3 separate regions of the Hordeum vulgare genome follow, and all the other regions are linked to region 3. A link is a contact called in public Hi-C and HiChIP or PLAC-seq data. All regions are on one chromosome and are shown on one strand. Each heading gives the region's core, a stretch centred on a gene start, on an enhancer-like site or on the middle of the called end of the contact. The rest is flanking DNA. Distances are from core to core; before and after follow the strand shown.

The links. Hi-C and Micro-C count contacts between places; a contact is called where the count stands out from the background. HiChIP or PLAC-seq counts read pairs in DNA pulled down with a chosen protein or histone mark.
Region 1: a Hi-C map of leaf shows a contact between it and region 3, with 7 times the contacts expected there. The contact joins the promoter of LOC123449882 here to the promoter of LOC123449883 in region 3. A contact is called at or near these places in 5 of 6 Hi-C or Micro-C datasets (leaf, seedling and an unstated tissue) and 1 of 1 datasets of contacts at active chromatin or transcription factors (embryo).
Region 2: a contact with region 3 is called in an H3K4me3 HiChIP or PLAC-seq map of embryo, with 4 times the contacts expected there. The contact joins the promoter of LOC123449881 here to the promoter of LOC123449883 in region 3. A contact is called at or near these places in 1 of 6 Hi-C or Micro-C datasets (seedling) and 1 of 1 datasets of contacts at active chromatin or transcription factors (embryo).

Annotation. Positions count from the first base shown.
Region 1 is chr4H:594,982,610-594,987,500 of MorexV3_pseudomolecules_assembly, reverse strand. LOC123449882 (serine/threonine-protein kinase ATG1a-like) reads left to right here and starts at 1,902. Exons shown (of 13, transcript XM_045127241.1): 1 at 1,902-2,303; 2 at 2,426-2,555; 3 at 2,670-2,728; 4 at 3,191-3,255; 5 at 3,515-3,608; 6 at 3,680-3,760; 7 at 3,851-3,962; 8 at 4,090-4,144; 9 at 4,602-4,711; 10 at 4,787-4,891. The coding sequence starts at 2,049.
Region 2 is chr4H:594,966,492-594,971,143 of MorexV3_pseudomolecules_assembly, reverse strand. LOC123449881 (transcription factor bHLH57-like) reads left to right here and starts at 3,211. Exons shown (of 4, transcript XM_045127240.1): 1 at 3,211-3,635; 2 at 4,057-4,458; 3 at 4,554-4,652. The coding sequence starts at 3,594.
Region 3 is chr4H:595,121,986-595,126,591 of MorexV3_pseudomolecules_assembly, reverse strand. LOC123449883 (endoribonuclease Dicer homolog 1) reads right to left here and starts at 2,605. Exons shown (of 20, transcript XM_045127243.1): 1 at 2,242-2,605; 2 at 966-2,117; 3 at 770-883. The coding sequence starts at 2,102.

The DNA of each region.
Region 1 (4,891 bases), core at 653-3,152, 140 kb after region 3:
TAGGAGAGAAGATGAAGAGATCTTCTCAAGAGCAAGAAAATACTAGGAAAGATGTGGAGCGTGTCTTTGATGCTCTGCAATCTCGATGGGCCATCGTTCGGTATCCTGCTAGAACTTGGAGCACCAAGAAGTCGTGAGAGGTGATGGGTGCTTGTGTGATCACGCAAAATGATAGTAGAAAAGGAGCGCGTGGAACGTATGCATGAGAAAGGGTTTGAATTTTAGGTTGACATTGTTATGATTGAGCATGGAGGAACGACAACGTTTGCATAGTTCATTCAGTTTCATCATCAAATCCATGATTGAAAAAACCCATATTCAACCGCAAGATGATTTGATTGAGCATATGTGGGTCATGTTGACAACCAAGAGATGTATCTTTTAATATATGTACTAGCAAAAGAGCACGTGCGTTGCAACGGAAGAGAAAATAACACATGCTGTGAACGCAATATATTTTCACATGATATCACATTTGTGTTGCCGACGATGACTTTAGTGCTCACACAATGAAAACACGTTTGAATATACAGTCACTCGGAATAAGATGAGAAATATGTTGTTTCTCCCCACGAGGTTTTCCAAAGGTGTGCATGTGTTGTTAACGATGTTTTCTTTCCTCTCAATTTGGTTTTAATTTAATGGATGTTTATTGCAATTCATATCGTCGCCGGAAAGAGAGAAAAAAAAGGATCGTGCACTACATATTAAGTTTGCCCCAGAAATAATATTTAAGAAGTATTCAACAGCTAAAAATAACATCCTATTTAGATTCTACGCATTTTTTTAATCAAATTTCATATATAACATGTTAAAATCGGAGTTACGGTTTGAAAGATATGGATAATTTTGTTTTAGATAAAATGTGGATTGATTAACTGAAAAGTTAGGGTTTTGTTTGTTAAAATACAAAGGGCGGGTTGATTACGTGAAACATCAGTTTTTTATAGAAAATTGCAAAAAAAACGATTCGTTTTCTGACTTAAATCCGGACCGCGGGTTGATTACGTGAAACATCAGGGGGTTTGCAAAAAAGATTCGTTTTTTTGACTTAAAAACGAACTGCGGGTTGAATACCGAAAAAGCGAGGGGTGTTTTTGTAAAAAAATCGACGACGTGCGGCAGAAGCGCTACGCGCTTTATTATTATTAGGGGAGATTTGAGACAATTTTATTCTTATTTGGCTTGTAAAACTATAAGATATTTGTTTGGTTGTAAAACTTTATAAAATGTTTGTATTTTGTTTCAATTATGTAAAGTAGTACAGTATTAATCAAATTTACATATGTTTGTAGAAACAAGGCAAGCGGGCCTCAAAATACATTCGCGTATTGGATGTCCGGTCGACTCAAACGCAAAAGAAGATAAGCGACGATCAAAACACGTGTTAATTTAGATCGATGCGTTGAAGTTGCTCCTATTAACTTTGGCGTTCGTTTTCTTTTGGCAAACCGCTTGTGCGCGCAATGCAAAAGGTAGCGCGAGGCAGCGGCAGGCACGCCGCATCCCACACGACACCTGTCACGTCACCGCACTACTAGCCTCTGCTACGAAGCAACAGCTTGTGCCACACGACACCGATGGGCAGAGAAAGCCGTTTAAAAAGAGCTCCGAAAGGCCCACACGGTCCCCGCTTCCCCACCGGTAGGCCCCCCACCCGAGCATACATACATACATACAGTACAATAAAGAAAAAGTAAGCCGTCCGCACCCACTGACAGCATGGCCCGCCGTATCCGCGCCCGGGCCGTCAGTGAGAGCCCAAGTGGCTTCGAGCGAGGTATGCTGCACCAAAACCGTATCCCATCGCAGGTTTCTGACATGCGGGGCCCCACTGGCTAGATTGACCGCCACGGCCCGCAAATATCCTTTCCCCCGTCTGGCGAGGCCACCACCAGCACGCGGGCCCCGTTCCGTAATCCAAACCACCACCGGCACGGCAGCAGTACACGCTCTCGCCTCCCTCGCTCGCCCGCCCGCCCGCCCCCAACACGAACGAACTCGCCGTGCCCGACCAGGCCCCGGCTGCGCGCGGAGGCGGAGGCGCGATGGAGGAGGGCCCGGCGTCGCCGCGGCCGCCGCGGGTGGTGGTGGGGGAGTACGAGCTCGGGGAGATGGTGGGGAAGGGGACGTTCGCGGAGGTGTTCCGCGCGGTGCACGCCACCACCGGGGCGCGGGTCGCCGTCAAGGAGATCGACCGCCGCCGGGTCGACGACCACGTCCGCCGCGGCATCCTCCAGGAGATGAGCATCCTCGGCAGCCTCTCCCACCCCAACATCCTCCGCCTCATCGACACCATCGAGGTAGGCAGCACTAACCCCCCCTCCCTCCCAAATCTCCAGCCCCGGCAGTCCGCACCACTGGTGTCTGGTGGTTGCGGTCGAACTCGGTGTGGTAAAAAAATGCCCCGCGATTTTCACCGCAGACGGGGGAGAAGCTGTTCCTGGTGCTGGAGTACTGCGACGGGGGTGACCTCGAGGCCTACAGGCTAACGCACGGCGGGCCGCGCAACCGGCTGCCGGAGGCCACCGCCAGGGACTTCGCCCGGCAGCTCGGTATGTTCCCAATCGACAGTCCCCTTTCCCCTTGTTATTACTGTATATACTGGGATGTGTATGTTTTGATGCGCCTATTTTGCTTCACTGCCGTGTGTTGTTTTGGATGATCAGCCGAGGGGCTCAAGGTGCTGAGGGGCAAGAGGATCGTGCACCGGGACCTCAAACCCCAGGTTAGATCTTACGGCCTTTTCTACTGGATTTCTTAGGGTTTACGGTTGGTCTGGGGGTCAACTTTTTAGGCATTTTTGGTTGGAATCTGTTGTTAATTGGGCCCGATTGGTGATTTGTGGTGTTTATTTTTGGGTAACAAGAGCCAAAACTAAAGTAATGATCCTATGTTAAAGGGTTTCCATAATTATCAACTGAACTTACATTATTGGTCAAAAGTTGAACTTACATTAATAGCTCCCAATCAATGTCAGTTTACCATCAAATGCCAAACTGCATTGAAAATCACGCTGTTCAGTGTTCACTCATACTACTTGACACTTGTATTTGAATTTCAGTCATTAATAACAAATTACACATGTAAAATTTGTATAGTGATTTATCTGGCCCAGTTATTTGTTCCATCCATTATCATTTACCGATGCATTATTTTCTCCATACTGATTAAGCTGTAAATTATGTAGAACCTTCTGCTATCAACCGACGGGGATGCAATTACATTGAAAATTGGTGATTTTGGGTTTGCCAGGTGAGAGCTTAATTCTCAGTGTCACAGTTATAGGACAATCTTCCTTCCTCTTCTGATTGGAATTATTGGGGAGATGCAGACCATAAGCAAAATATTTATAACTGTTACTTTCTGTCAAGTGTTCTTTTTCCACAATGGCATGACTTACTGGTCTTATCAATACTCAACTTTGCTCTGTACTCATTGTGAGCTTTCTTATTGGTTGAAGGAGCTTTTTATAAGTGCAAATGTACAACTGAAAATTACCTTCTGGCTACAGATCTCTGATGCATGAAAATTTGGCTGCCACATTTTGTGGGTCTCCATATTATATGGCCCCAGAAATCTGGCGAGGGGATAAATATGATGCAAAGGTATATTTAGTTAATCTGCCATGATCTTAACAATAAACAGGCAATAATCTCTATCAGGAAAAATCTTGCAGGCAGATTTATGGAGTGTTGGAGTCATTCTTTTCCAGCTAGTAACGGGGGAGCTGCCATTTCTTGGGGAGAATAGAGTGGAGGTTTGCTCGTATTATTGTACAATTAGATCTGTACAGTCACAGTACATGTATAGCCTAACACTGCTACATGTTTTTGTTGTCTGATTACAGCTGCGTGAAAAAGTCCTGACATCTAGTGGCCTCAGTTTCCCTCCAGACATAGAGGCTGATTTACATCCTGAGTTTATTGATCTGTGCAGAAGACTCATATGCCTTGATCCAGGTGAGTTTGCCATTTTCACTTCACTTTGTCTCTACGCAAATAAGGCATATCTCATTGCAGTAATCTTTGTTCTACTTCCATTTGGGCTATTTAATATAACTATCAAAATTTTCTTCCATTTTTTCAGCAATGAGAATGCCTTTTGAGGAATTCTTTAATCACAAGTTTTTGGCAACAGCAAGGTATTCCTGTTTCTCTGGCTGTAGTATATAAAAATCAGAAGTTCATCGGGTTGTTTTCAGTGATCTACCTTCTTTCAGAACTTTTTCCGTATCAAGCCTTGTAAGTTTTAACTCTAAAAACAGGCCCGCTGACCATATGAGAAGCTGTCCTCACATGTACCCCGAAAAGAAATATATAAACCACGGCGAATGGTCAAGTTCTGTACTACTGAACCTATATGCAAGCCACATATTTTCTTGGTCCTTGCACCTACATGTGGATTGGATTTGGAATTTTTCATCACATTCAGATTTAGTGTGTCCCTGACTTTGTCTTGCGCTCTTTATACATGGGGACAGCTACTCTATGTGCAGCAGTCCTCCAGTCTTTTCTAGATTTCCTGAACATTTTTGGAATAGTTAAAAGCATTCCACTTTGCACTTGGCTTGGTCATGTATTTATCTCGATTGTTCTCAGGGACAGTGAAATCGTGGCTGAGTCACATCATGCTCTTGATTTAAAGGATACATGCCAGACTATCTCTTCTGCTGTTGTCAAAGTAAAGTCTGAAAGTGCAGATTCAAAAGGTACACTAGACCCTGTCTAGAACTACAAATCGTATTTATGCCCTCTGCTTAGACCTTATTTTCTATATGTTGCAGTATTTGATTCATGGGAGTGGATCGAACGAGAATATGTACTAGTTTATGCAAACACCACTTCCATGGAGTTGCTGTCTTCACTTGAGAAACCAATGAAGGAAGTCA
Region 2 (4,652 bases), core at 1,962-4,461, 160 kb after region 3:
TGTATACGTATTCCAGCAGGGTATCCACTATAGGCAGTACATGTAGATGTAGCCATCGATCGATCGGATCGGGCATCCTCACAGAAAATACGAAGCGCAAGTGGTCCGGTCCATCGATCCGTCGATGATGTCCATCCATCATGCCTCCGTTGTATGTATGTGCGAGCGCCCACATGCTCTGCCGTGTATATGGACCGGGCAGATGCTACGTACTTTGGCAGCATTCCAAACTAGCACGCTCTATACGTCCGTACGCTAGCGCTTGGAGGCCAAATTGACCGTCTTGCTAGAGTTAAGAAAAAATTGACCCAGATTTGGAAAAAATAAATGATCTTATCCTTTTCGCATCGCCGAAGTTGATGGCACCGGCATTTTTATTAGTATCAAATCCTTGCCTTTAAGGCGAGGTATTGTGAGGAGGTCTTGAGACCCCCTTCTCGGTCCATCCAGTCATTGTGGTGGACATTCAGGTTTGTCGTCGTTATAGAGGAGGTTCTCGCGTGCCTCATCCTCGAATGATGGAAACAAACGCCGTCGATAGCAGGACTTGGTTTGATCCCTCACCTTTTGCTTAAGATTTTGATTGCCTGCAAGGATGTCTATCCATCTTTCGTTGAGTGTGCTCTGATCGATCGTACTTTGGTCTTAATAACCCAATCACGTATGTCACTGGAAACAGCTTCCTCAATGCATCTACCCTTAAACTCGAGAGGTGGCAATCCAAGCTCGTGGGTCAGAGCTCCCAAACACTCGACAAAACATGTTGGTGTACTTATTATGTCCCCTGATCTTATGTACATGACCTATGTGTATTCCTTCACCTACAGTTTGAAAAGGGAGAGGTCAGAAACGAAGTGAACAGAAGTATAAGGTAATCAAAAAATAATATTGTTTTTATGGCCTCGTCAAATCCTAGAGTCACGCCCTACACGCAACACATTACTCTGATACCATATGTCATGACCTACCTTTTTAGGCATACGGTCTTCATGTGTCTTTATACAAACCCCTGGATCGAATCGTCGGCATACACGATAAGAGTGTTGTGTCATGAATCTCTGTAAAGTTTCAGGTCATTTGAAGCAAGTTAATTTTTCTGCCTTTTTATCGGTTTTCCGGTCAAGAATTCCAGTTTCCACATATTTCCCTCTCAGTGATGTACCTTGCATATTCCGAGAGAAAAGACATAAGAGTTGTACGATAATACTAGATAATGAACTTGATCAACAAAAATATCAATAGTAATTCATGATGCAAAATGAGCGTATCAGTCCCCAACTTGGAGATCGGTTCAGGGGGGCTACTTATGGTGTGCGCGACTAGGGGGTGCTCACCACATCGTCTCTAGACTATGAGGGCCAGGTCGAGGACCCCCATGACGGTTCACTAATGGGCCATTTCGGGTAGCGCATGATGTATACGAGGAAGATTCTACAACACTTGGTGATCAAGACAATGACTCTCCCCACTGACGTAGTCGACTATGACTCTTATTATCCTAGGCCTCTCGTGCATCATATAAGTTAAGGTCAGTCGATAGATCATGATGATACATATACATGCATCATAACCCCTAGGTTTTAGCCCACAATCTCTCGATCTCGAGGTAGATAAACTTCGTAATTGATACAACATCAATACAACAAGAGCAAGACGAAGGTTTTACCTCCATCAAGAGGGCCCTCGGTAAAAAGCCGTGCATTCTTTGTCTCATGTTACCTTTGATCCGATCTCACAGCTCAGACCCCCCTACCCGAGATATGTCGGTTTTGATGCCTACAACCACTTCATATGGGGATGAGAACATGTGATCTAGCCTTCAAACATAAAGATAAGTCGTGTTACACCTTACCCTAACCCTAAACCCGAGTATCTGCAGCCCCCACACCACCCCTTCACTCGCCCTGGATAGCCTGGACAAAAAACACCACTCAACCGTACCCCTCAAATCCAACCTAAATGTTCGGGCTGTTAGGCACCGTCATATCTAGTCCTTGTTTGGGGTGTATATGGGTATGTGTGAACACGCGTCCGCCAGGAACGATCCACCAGGTCGGTTCGACTCCAAATTCCTTCAAACTGACCAAGTCAACCGAATCGATCACAACTTCCTCGTTTGCCTCACATTCCCGCCTCCGAGCATCGCCATCCTCCACCATTGCTTTGCGTCTGTGTTGCCATATTTGTGTGTCATCCAAGATGTCGAAGCCCACTATCCCGTCCCCCACCACCATGGACTATGGCTCGACGAATTCCCTGAGGGCCCCAACCGTCGCAAGCAATCTGGGCACGATACCAGGCAACGCGCCCATGAAGGTGCCAAGAAGGAAGCTCCGGAGAAGGGAGGCCGCCAACATGGACTTTGCGGCTACGGTGTCCGCCCTCGCCACAAGAAGGTACCCACCCTCAGCCATACCCTACGTCGTTTCAAACTTGCAATGGTCGGGCATTAGAGGTGCGTGGATGTAGGAGGAAGCGGCCACCATCGAGGACATGGCGTACGACTCACCATAAGGGCATCTTCAATGGTTGTATGATCATCGTTGGTAAAATTGACACATAGATGATTTTGATGACATGACGCATAATAAAAGAAGAGAGAGAATGGAATGGTATGAACTTAAAACAACGGTTCACGCACAAGCTCCGAGGCAAGCATGGTTATTTCTTCCATGTTTAATGAACCCGCTTAGTTATTTTACATGCGATTAACATACACTCCATTGAAGAGCCTGTATGATGTGATGTTGGTTGTTGATGTGAATACTTATATCAACGATTGAACATACAGACTGTTGAAGATGCTCTAACTCCAACAATCGCGGACAACGTTGGAAAACACATGCCCACGTGTGTCATGTGTCTATGTATGAATTGTATAACTTTATTTTGGCATGTGTTGATTGTTGAATCGTGATTTATTTTGGTTTGTTGAATTGCTGATGAATTGGTGTTACATGATCTATGTGCATGTCTTTACATAAAAATAGGGTAAGGGTTTGAATGTGAAAGGCACGGCTGCAAAGAGAGAGCTGGAGGGCGGCCAAGCCAAGGCAGGGGCGCAAAGCGGGCGGACCTGCCGGCGCCCACGGCCCACCCATGGCCTGCCGCTGTCCTCGTGCCGGACAAATCCCCCGCGCCAATCCACGCTCCCTACCTTCTTCCTCCTCAGCCCCCTGCCGCCGCCTGCACCGTCAATAACTCATTCACTTGTTACACTGATCAATCGCTTCAAATTAATCCCTGCCTACTGCCATGGCCTACCAGCTCCATCCATCTCTCTCTCTCACCCCACACATGCAACAAGAGACAACTCCTCCGTCCCCTATCTTAGGTTGTTGGCCTCCCTTGCCATTGCCTTGCCACTGCTGCTGCTACAAGTAGAGTGGGAGGGAGGGGAGACCATATTTATTGCAACAGTAGAGCTGCTCCACTTACACTGGTGAAGAAGGAGGAGGAGCAGCAGCAGCAAGAGAGGAGGAGGAGGAGCCGCTGTTGCTCGGTCGCTCGCTCGCTGCCCCAGGGGCTCATTACTCATTAGCGCAGTTATTGCTAACCCTGTTTGCTGCCTAGACACGCTCCATCTAGCAGTAATGGAGAGGATGCAGCTGCAAGGCCCCATCCTCACTTCCCTGGTAAGCCCCGCACTACTCCTCTTCCCCTTCAATTCGCCCTAGTAATTGAGCGTGCGTGCGCGCGCGCAGCTTCCATTCGAGGTCTCTGCGGCATGGAGAGACCGTCGTATTAAGTGCCACCGCCCGCTTGCTGCGGCATGGCAGCTTCCCTTCCCTTCTCCTGCGTGCGTCTAGTCTAGTTTAGTGCCTCATCTGCTCCTTCCCCAGTGCTGCTCCAATGGCCCTGACCGTTGATGGCTAGCCTAGCCTAGCCTAGCTAGCCCTGCGCGCGCACGCTCGCGCCATTCAATGCCTCCTCGTCGTAGCGTCTCTTTTATGGCGTTGCCGCGGTTGCCTTTTCTTGCTAACGTGTTGCTTTCTTCCCTGTGCTGTTGCCGGTCCTTCTTCTTGGCTCATGGTGGTGGTGGCGGTGATGGATCAGTGCTGGGCGGACCAGGCGGCGGCGAGCGCGAGCGCCGCGCAGGTGCCTTTCCTGGCGCTGCTCCAGGGCGCCATGGGCGACGGTGGACCAGGTGCGAAGCGGGAGTCTTACAGCGGCGGCGCTGGCTTCGCGTGCCGGCCGGCTGCGTCCGACGTCGACCTGCTCGAGAGCTGCGTCACGCAGCTGCCGGCGCCCCCTGCGATCGAGGCGCCCGCGGCGAAGCGGAGGAAGCGGCCGAGGACGCGCCCGCGCGCCGCGCCTCCGCCGGAGAAGCGCAAGAAGCCGGAGGAGGCCGAGTGCCAGCGGATGACCCACATCGCCGTCGAGCGCAACCGCCGCCGCCTCATGAACGACCACCTCGCCTCCCTCCGCTCCCTCATCCCCTCCGACTACATCCCACGAGTAAGCCAAGCATGCGCACTCAGCAAATGAGATTAATTTGTCACCTCCCCGATCCTTTTCCTTTCTTGCTAACGTTTGCAATGCACCCTACCTAGGGTGACCAAGCGACGGTGGTGGGGGGAGCCATCGACTACGTGAAGCAGCTGGAGCAGCAGCTGGTGGCGCTGCAGGCGTTAGCGGCAGCTCAGCGCGGC
Region 3 (4,606 bases), core at 1,356-3,855:
CAATACTTCAAAATCTGCTGTATCCGCATATAAACGTGTGATACGTGATACACAGGATATGTGTATCCCCATTTTCTGACTAAAAATAAATAAATAAAGGTACGCTGCTAGGACGCCGTTGATACGTCGGGGACATGGGAATGGTGTAGCCCGGTAAAGCCCAACTACTAACCCTAACAGACAGCTCTCATCCCGTGCTATTCAATGGAGGACTGGATCGAGCGCACGACCGCACCTGGACATCACTTCCAACGCCTCCATCGCCTGGAGTCAAGCAAAGCAAGGTAACTTCCCCTGTTCCCGAATCCCCTGCTCTCCTCTGGTATGGGGGTGCTTGCTTGTGTGTGTGCAGCATGCTTGCTGGCTGGCTGCTGCTGCTTAAGTATTGATTGCTGCTGGCTAGCTACTGCTGGTGCTGGCTGTGGCTGCTATAGTTGAAGTGTTGATTCCAAATACACAGGGATTGAGGCAATTGAGGGCATGAAAAGAGGCACAGAGACAACAAATGGGGCAGTATTTTGATCTCATGTGATATCTCAAAATCATTCTGTCTTTATTACATGGATTTTATTAATTATTCCGTATCACCTATGACTGTTTCTAGAAATTGCAGTATCCCTTGTCAATGCTTCCTAGAGGATAACCAGCCTAACGTCGTTCCAAAATGATATGAAGATTTAAGCAAATGTTTAGCATAGAGCTAGGTCGCAGGCACATTATACACAGCAATAAGAACGGTATGGAAGGGGGTGGAAGTGAGAAGAATGACCTGTTTGGAATCAAACTCTCGCTGCCACTTCCTAGCATCCCAGAAATCCTGACCCATCTCTCCGCAGTAGTGCCCAACCCGATAGCCAGTCCTCTCGCGTATCACCTCAGCTTGCTGCAATTTCAGCAACACGGTTACACCCACAAGATATGAAACCTTAATCACTGGAAGCTCGGTCGTATATGTATGTATGTACCTGATACACAAGAGGCACCTTGGGAACCAAGAACACGGCAAGTATTTTCCTGTTCTCCTTCATCATTTTGTCACATATGCTTTTGATGAGCAGCACAGCAATGAGGGTCTTCCCTGCGCCGGTCTCGAGGAAGGCTATTGTGTTCCTGCTCTTTGCTTGCTCGAGCACCTCCAACTGGTAATGTCTGGCCTGCTCCTCGGCGAGAGGCTTCTCCTTGTGGGCGGAAGCCGCCTTATCTGCGTCTGCATTCTTCTCCATGGAGCCTCCGTTCTGTGTCCTGGCACGCTTTCCCTCGCGCTCAGACTCCTGCTCCCAGGTGCCAGGGCGGAACACCATCTTGCCGCCGCGGTCCCGCTCCCAGAATCCTCGAGCCTCGCGCCGGTGGGCAGGGTTACTGTCGCGGTCGCGGTCGCGCTTGCGAGGCCTGTCGACGAAGTCGCGCCTCCCGCGCCGTTCATCCCAGCCACGCGAGGGCGGCGGCAGCATCGGGCGCCGCCGGGAATCAGGGCGTGGGCCCCCGTCAGCCCCAGGGGCGAGCCGAGGACGCTTCCCGTCTCTCCACTCCCCGCCGCGACCGCCGTTCGCCGAACCGCCTTGCGTCTCCCTTCTCGTCTCCTTCCTCGGCTCGGCGCTTGTCGTCTCCTTCCTCGGCCCGACGCTTCTCGTCTCCTTCCTCGCCTCGACGCTTCTCGCCTCGTTCCTGGGCCCGCCGGCCTGGCTCCTCTGCTCCGAGCACACCACCGCCACGGCATTGTTGGCCACAGCCGCAATAGCAGCAGCCTCCTGCACCCGCTCCGCCGGCGGTTGCGGGGGAGCCACAGGCGGGGGCTGTGGCGCGGGGGCTGTCTCGGCGTCGATGCTCTCGAGAATCCGGTCGATCTCGGCGACGAATCCGTCGTCTACGCCGCCGCAGTCCATGGCGGGCATGAAGCCGGGGTTGAAATCCGCGGAGGCGGCGAAGTCGATGCCGCAGTCCATGGCGGGCAAGGGCATGAGCCCCGGGTCGAAGTCGGCGGACGAGGCGAAGTCGATGCCGCACAGCAGCGACGCGTCCTCGTCGTCCTCGCAGGCGTCGTACCAGTAGGACACCGCCCCCGGGTGCTCGCCCGCGCCACCTCCTCCTCCTCCTCCCGCCATCTCCACCGCCCGCAGCTGCAAGCACAGCAAACAAATCGTCACGCACAACCAGCACACCAAACAACCAGCAGCAGAATCAGAAGAAGGAGCGGGGAGAGGAGAGGGGAGGGGAAGGGGGGGAAACGAATGTTGGCACTACTGCTGCTGCTGCTGCTCTGCCGGTGGCGGCGCCGCGGGAGGGAGCAGCTCCTGGCGATGGCGGTGGCGTGCGAGAGAGCGGAAGAGAAAGAGGCGGTGATAAACCGTACGAATCACGCAATCGAAGCGACCGGCGAGTGGGGGGGGAGGAGTGAGATGCGAATGCGATTCCGATATGGGGGTGATAGGACGGCGGCGGTCTCCTTCCCGCTCCCGGCCCCTGTCCCCGGTCCGATCCGATCCGATTCGATTCGACGGTGTATCAACGCTACTCTTTCTCTTCTCCCTCTCTGCTGCTGGTCTCCACTCCTCTTCCCCTCTCTCTCTCTCTCTCCGATATGGCGAGGGGAGGAGGACGGAGGTCGGAGGAGGATCCCGAATTAATGGACGCGTCGCCGCGAGCCCTCGCGACCACGAGGCCCGGCCCGGCCCGGCCCGACCCACCTCGCGTGGGGCCCGCCCGTCAGGGGTTGTTGTTGTTGTTTGCCCTGGCCCTGAGCGGTCGTGCGCCGCGAGGACCGAGTCGTACTGCTACTCAGCTACTGTGGTGTGGGGCCCCGGGCCAGAGGTGAATCTTTTTTTTTTTTGAGGGTGCCAGAGGTGACTCCAGGGACGACCGTGTCGGTCTCATTGCGTGCCACGTGTCCCGGCCACGACCACGGTAATTAGTTTCAGTGTGTATACTGCTTGCTTCCCATCCACCATTGTAGGTGAGATGCAGTACTTCGGAGTTCAGAGTTAATTCAGTTTTTGTCCAGGCAATAAAAAGAAAGTTACGCCTAATAATAATAAAGTTGGCGAAAAATGACTGCTCTCCGTGGACAGGACAAGGAGCGAGTGAGTCCCGATGCATGGAGCATCAAGTTCCAAAGGTGGTTATATAGGTACACTACACGTGCTCAACGGTCTCCACGACACGACGCGGGCGAAGATGAGCAGATGCTTTGCCACCTTGCCGGCACAGGCGCTCCGCCGGTCCGTCCGTGGAATGGAACCGAACCTGGCCGCTTCCCATCCAGAAGAGAAAATCGAAATTAAAACACGTCCAGGTTCGTGCTCCTTTTTTAACTTTCGATCGAAGCAGGGCAAGTTACATTACGGTACGCACAGTGACAGGACACGGGACAGGGATGGAAGGTGAGTGTGAAAGACAGTGAGGAAAGGCTGCCACTACTGTGTCCTGTGTGGGCGGAGCCCAATAGGCCCACCCTGTGGCACATGCTACACGGTCAAGGCATCAGGGTAGGCAAGCAGAAGTGCTACACGGCCATGAAATCTGTCTTTAGAAGGCTCTCGTGCTCAACGCTGATCCATTCGATCCGTGTACTGCCGCTTATGTACGTTGCAGCCCACATCAAGAACGTTTGCTGCACACGGTAGGCACTTACGCACGCACGCACGCACGATCAATCGATCCGGCTATATGATGAACATAGCAATTCCATCCCCTGATTAGGGTTTGCTCAAAGAACAATTGATTAGGAAACCGTCTCCTCTCGTCGGCTGGTTTTGTTGTCCCGACTTTCGAACAGCCAAGAAAAGCCAACGATCGCAGCGGTGGCCGCCGGCAAGCGATCCACATATATCCCATGTCTATATCGATATGATTGACATTTGATTTGATCTGTTCCTATGCCGAACGGCCAGGCGCCCGACACATGGCCACGCGGCTACCCGCAGTTATGACATCCTGCGAGGAAGTAAGGCAAGCTGGCTCCTGTTACTTGTCTTCCCTCTTTTCTAGATGTTTTTCTTCTACAGATTATAATCATGACTCCCTCGATTCTAATTGTGCTTCGTATATAATTTTATATGTTATTTCCTTTAAAAAATTACAAGTTGTAAAGATTCTACTGAATTAAACCCTATTTAAATATATTTACATGAATGTGTTTTTGCTAAACGTGGGGCATCGGACAGTGTTTTAACACTAATAACTATATATATAGTTCATGTCATGCAAGTTTTTCATTTTATCATTATATTAAAAAAATGCATTTTGTTTTTATACATCAACGTAGTTTATGTCTGAAATACATCCTTATCCGGTGCATCGGTCCTTGAAAAAAATTTAGTACATCGGTGCTTGAAAAATTTATACTATGGTTAAATGGTGTATGAGGGTTACATTAACTCCAGCTCTGCCCCTGCTGTGTGTCGCCTCCCCACTGGGGACGAAGCCTACCCCTGATTGATGCCGCTCGCCTGCGCGCGGTACAGCGGAGTGAATGCTCGCCCTTCTCTCTCTCTCTCTCTGACAGCAGTGGCTCGAGTGAGTGACTGACTGACTGACAGGGCAGTATTAGGATCTTATGTTACCCAGAAAAAACGTGGTGACCCCTGTAAATACGTCAATGCATAAGGCC